2 separate regions of the Danio rerio genome follow, and region 1 is linked to region 2. A link is a contact called in public Hi-C data. All regions are on one chromosome and are shown on one strand. Each heading gives the region's core, a stretch centred on a gene start, on an enhancer-like site or on the middle of the called end of the contact. The rest is flanking DNA. Distances are from core to core; before and after follow the strand shown. Region 1 holds the start of furinb (furin (paired basic amino acid cleaving enzyme) b). Region 2 has its middle 84 kb from the start of man2a2.

The links. Hi-C and Micro-C count contacts between places; a contact is called where the count stands out from the background.
Region 1: a Hi-C map of skeletal muscle shows a contact between it and region 2, with 2.6 times the contacts expected there. The contact joins the promoter of furinb here to the enhancer-like site in region 2. A contact is called at or near these places in 4 of 18 Hi-C or Micro-C datasets (caudal fin, embryo, skeletal muscle and 1 more) and 2 of 4 datasets of contacts at active chromatin or transcription factors (caudal fin and embryo).

The regions. Positions count from the first base shown.
Region 1 is chr25:9,714,174-9,717,071 of GRCz12tu, forward strand. It overlaps furinb (furin (paired basic amino acid cleaving enzyme) b), which reads right to left and starts at 1,513. Exons shown (of 16, transcript NM_001045109.2): 1 at 1,066-1,513.
Region 2 is chr25:9,541,958-9,544,657 of GRCz12tu, forward strand. No RefSeq gene overlaps it. Among named protein-coding and RNA genes, the nearest start is that of man2a2, 84 kb to the left of the region's middle. Within about 2 kb of position 1,349, at least 7 of the 62 cell types and tissues checked have an H3K27ac peak or open chromatin away from gene starts, as enhancers often do. A contact at or near this core is called in caudal fin and skeletal muscle, where this site is marked.

The sequences.
Region 1 (2,898 bases), core at 263-2,762, 170 kb after region 2:
AAGCTTTAATGATCCATGATGGCTTGGTAGGGGCAGGAACTGAAGTGCTTAGTCACTCATTAGACAGGGACAGACAGTGCACGCACATATACACTGTTAAGCTCTACCTTTTTTCCTCCCTCTCTCTCTCTCTCTCTCATCAGGAAGGCAACATTAAATGACCACTCTGCCTGTTCAGAGAACATATCCAGGTTTCATAATCAAACCTGCCATCAATATTAACCTTTCAAGACAAAGGTCAAAGGATACTTTTTGTTATGCATAAAAATATTGGTTGATAATAATAACCATCATCTGATCTACAGTACTAAGAGACAAAGAATATCATAATGGTGTCTTTATTCTTGCTGTGAATACATTTATTGCACTCAACACTATCAATTTTCATCTGGTTGACGGGGTAGAGGTGCTCACGTGCACCGTAAATCACAGCGAACAACTGAAATAAATATATTATGCTGGAAACACTAGGCGCGCAATACGATAATAAAGCCTTCAGATGATGTGGAGTCAGTTTAGAAAAAATATAAATACTGAAAATATTGTGCGTGATGTTTGTCGTTTAAGACAAAAGGAGAAAGACAGCCTCATTACCGTTCATTTTAGTTGTAGGTTCATTGAAAGTGAAATCTGTCCTTTTGTCAAATATCACCTTTCGTGTGTTAACGATACTTAACGTTAACGTTAAATGAATAAAAACATATTTGTTAATATATTTTAAAGGTGCACATGATTAAATAATTTCTATTTCTGAAATAAATGTCCTATTTAGCTTTTCGATATTACAAAACAACACATACATCATTGCTAAAAACAAAATAAACAAAATGTCGGCATAAAAAAACTAAACTCGACAGTCACTTTGTTTATAAACTGGCAAACACAATAATATCTTACACAAAACTGTCCAAAATTGAGTAAATTGTATAAAATTGCTTTCGTTAATTTGTGTTAAAATTTAAAAGATGACCACACATATATTTAGCTAATATAAACTTTCTTACCTTGAACTTCACCTCAGTTTACACAGAACAACGACAAACAAACAAACGAACTGTCATTTACCTCAGAAATGGGACCGCTGACCCCTCCTAGAGCTGTCATTGCGCTTTGCACAGCCTCGGAATCCGGTAACGGGCTCACATTTCAGACAACAGCACCGGACTGAACTCCGCTCACGACACAAAATAAAAAGTACATCCACCGAGAAACCGTTACGGAGGATTCGCGCCCTTCCGCGAGACCCCGCGAACTCAACTCAGCATCTCTCGGCGAGCGCGCGCAGATCGATGAAACTTTCAACAGCGCGCGCGTCTTCCTGTAGTCCTTTATTTTTTATTATGTATAAATCTCGTATCTGCCCGTCTGTGTGGTATATTTCTTATCGAACTGTTATAAAATTAAAACCTCTGTGGTGTCACTTGTCATCGGTCTCCTCAGTTTTATTGTTCTGTATAGACATAACGGGCTCCGTAATACATCCGTACACAAATCCCTGGTAATCACAAATGGCCTACAATTCCCAGGAAGTACGTCAGCTTTGTGTGTATTTAGGGTGTGCGATTCGCTGGCTCCATCTGCTGGATTCAGTCATTTTTTTAATAATATCATCAAATGAATGAGAATGAGAGTAGATTTATGACAAGAACAAATACAGCTTTTTTGTTAGAAAAATCTGGTTATTTAATAGTTATTTAATAGTCAATAAATGTTCTGAAGAAAGGCTTACACACAGCATAACATATATATTTTTGTATAACGTATTGAGACAAGGACAAAATTAATGAATTCATTCATTTTCTTTTCGGCTTAGTCCTTTTGTTAATCAGGAGTCGCCACAGAGGAATGAATCTCTAACTTATCCAGCATATGTTTTACACAGCAGATGCCTTTCCAGCTGTAACCCATCACTGGAAAACAAGGACAAAATAAGTTTAAATAAATAAAAAAAATATTAGACTGCGTCTTAGATTAACATTTCCACATTTCAAATATCAACAATTAAACCTCAAAGACACTGACTTTTATACTTCGAATACTAGGTTAGATACTCACCAGGGGCAGACTTGGGGATTTAGAGGCCCTCCAGGTATGGGGCCCTAGCATTGAAACTCAAAACACTCTCTTTCTCTTTCTCTAGATGTTTGCTTTCATTCTAGATTCTTTTTTTCTTTTTTTAAAAAGAAATATATTTACTACGTTTAAAATATATATTAAGTGGAACCTTCTTAATTTATAAAATAAAATGCAATATATTTGCCAATATAAAGCTAGCTCAAAAACTATGTACAGTTAATTGTCCATATGTGATTAGATTTTAATATTTGCATGCAGTTCTGAAGAAACGTTCTACTATTCAAGGGGCCCCCTAGTTTAGAAAAGAAGTAATAATGTTACAATCTTAATGATTATAGTCAGATTGTACTACATTTGATGAAAAAAAAATACAAAATAGCTTTAGGATAATTAATAGGCTTCTTGGCATTGGTCGGGGACCCCTATTTTCCAGTGGCCCTACCTCGCTTACTGGTTAAGTCCGCCCCTGATACTCACAATAGGCCTACAGACTATTTCACTGTGGTCATGTCATTGGCCCATGAACATTTTCTTGCTTGTTATCAAACTATTTGATAACTGTAACAAGAAGCAATTCACTCATAACTTCATGTTAAAAGAGCTATCATAACATTAATCATCAATATGTGGCACTTTTTGGATTCTCGAAAGCTGTAGAAATTAAAAAGGTAAATTAGGAAAGATGTTGGGACCGTTGTTTTTGTTTACGTTCCTCAAAATATTGAGCAAAACTAAATCTTTGTAGAAAGTACTATAGTATAAATCCAAGATCACACAAAAAGTGCTCAGGGGTAGCTTAAATAATGTGATGTGGTGTTCTTT
Region 2 (2,700 bases), core at 99-2,598:
CCAGTCACCGGATATAAACATTATTGAGCATGTCTGGGACAAGATGAAGGAGGAGGCATTGAACATGTATGCAAAGTATCTTGATGAACTCTGAAAGTCCTGCAAGAACGCTTTCTCTGCCGTTCTTGACTTTATTCAATTCAGCTTTATTTGTATAGCGCTTTTACAATGTAGATTTATCATTAAGTGATTTGAGTCATTGTAGAGATTCATGGATGCAGTCCTCCAAGCTCATGCAAGTCATACACAATATTCATTATTTTTTCACTGCAGCATGACTTTATATTCTATTCTGTACATTATTTCTGTTAAGTGACAAGACTTTTGTCTAAGCAAAGTCAGACCTTAGTGTCTTAATTAAAAAATTAAAAATCAAGCCATGATTATATTTTATTTTAGTGAAATAAGCGTAATCTAGAGGCCTTTGCCTTTCATATTAGCCACTTCTGATACCAAATGATCAACTAAAACTCACGTTATTACTTGTTGTTCCTAAAATTTGGATAGGCGACAAGACTGCTGTCAGGTTGTGTAAGTGATTACTTTTCATTTTTAGGTAATTTATTGTTTGTTTAAATACTGTTCAAAGCATTAATTTATTTTCTTTTCGGCTTAGTCCCTTTATTAATCAGGGGTCGCCACAGCGGAATGAACCGTCAACTTATCCAGCATAGCGCAGCGGATGCCCTTCCAGCTGCAACCCATCACTGGAAAACTTGCTGGCAAAACTATTGACAGAAAGTCAGAAATTCATGTCAGTGTTATGGTACGTATGAAATAGACCATAGACCAATCATAACTTGATGTTAAAACCGCTATTATTTATCAATATGTGGCTCTTTTTGGATTCTGGGAAGCTCTAGAAATTTAAAATGTAAAACCGGAAATATGTTGGGACCATTGTTATTGTTTACATATAGTAAAACGGTCTATAGTGTCATCGCTTTGAAATGTTTTGATACAAGTTAATGCTTTAAAGTGCTACATTTTTTTTAAAGCTAGAAGGTCCTGTTTGGCTCAGATTTAAAGAATTAAGAGTTTAATTTCTATTGTCCACTGTATGCGGCCTTGAGATTTATAGTGCTTTTATGTCTTGAATTTTAAATTGTGTTAAGAAAATTAATATAATTAATTATTGAATAACTGAGTAACATTTCAGACACAGTAATTAAAATCTCACTTAAATACAGTTTTATTGATGTAATTAATTACTTTTTTTAAGTAACTTACCCAACACTGGCAGATCCACACATTGCGATATCGATGCTCCAATGATATATTGTTCAGCCCTGTATTCTGATATAGATGTCATTGCAGTGCTATGAATGGCAGACAGGGGGCAGTAGGGAGTTGTCTGCCATCTATTGTGGCTGAGAGGCGTGGGGTGTGAAATGTAGTTCAGTTAACAAAAGCTCACAGGAGAAGCTGCTTTTTACATTTAAACACCCCTTCGCGATAGCCGGGATATCGGGTACTTATTTACCAGACAGCCTTTGGAGAGGCTGAAAGAAAACCCGCCGTTGTCCTTTCACAGAGCTGACAGCTCTACTGAAGTCAGGCTCTTTTAGTTGTTGTTGTTGTTTGTATGTTTTTTTAGATGCCCTTTCACGCTCAGCCGAGACCAAGATTGGGTTTCCCTCCACATCAGACGGGGTTTGTGCGCTAAAAGGGCGACTTGCTCCATGAGCCCAGACATTTGAGAAAGAGGCCATTCTTCTTAATAAGTCTGAGGGCTGAGACGGCAATAAAACTCAATCTCGCCGATGACGACTTTAATAAGATGAGAGAGCCGCTGATAGAGATGGAGACGCTTTTGAGGGATTAGTTGAGACAAAGATGAAAATTCTGTCAGATTTACCCCACGTTCTGCGACTTCATTTCAGAGGTGGAGCACGGAAGGAGATGCTTTGAAGAATGTTCCAGCTGCACTTCCACATGCAGCGATGTGAATATGGAGACTGTGAGAAGACAATCTTTAAAAGTGATCAACAACTCTGAGTAATTCAGGGGCGGACTGGGACCATAAATCAGCCCTGGCACTGTAGCCATATTACCACACCGCCACAGCCCCATACACAGACACGCACATTTACTACTTATATTGGTGCACAGATGGTGAAATAATATATGCACTACCATATTTAATAGATATTTAAACATTTAATGTATGTGACTGGAACAAAAACAACTCATTTATAACAAATTTATACATGCAATTATTTCATTCATTCATTTTCTTGTCGGCTTAGTCCCTTTATTAATCTGGGATTGCCACAGCGGAATGAACCGCCAATTTATCCAGCATATGTTTTACGCAGCAGATACCCTCTAAGCTGCAACCCACTGGGAAACCCCTACACACACACACACACATTCATTTACATGCACTACGGACAATTAAGCCTACCCAATTCACCTATAGCACATGTGTTTGGACTTGTCAGGGAAACCAGGAGAAAATCCACGAGAACATGCAAACTCCACGCAGAAACACCAACTAACTCAGCCGAGGCTTGAAATAACAACCTTCTTGTGCCCCTGCGCTGTGCCCTTTCGACACTATTTCAATTAATTTTATGCATTTGGCAGCGTCTGATTTTAAAGACTTTTTTTTTTTTTTGCTTTCTCTAGACTTTTCGGCAACACCTTTTCTTTTTTACGGTCCATCTCTAACAATTAGCTTGTGTTGCACTTACTGTT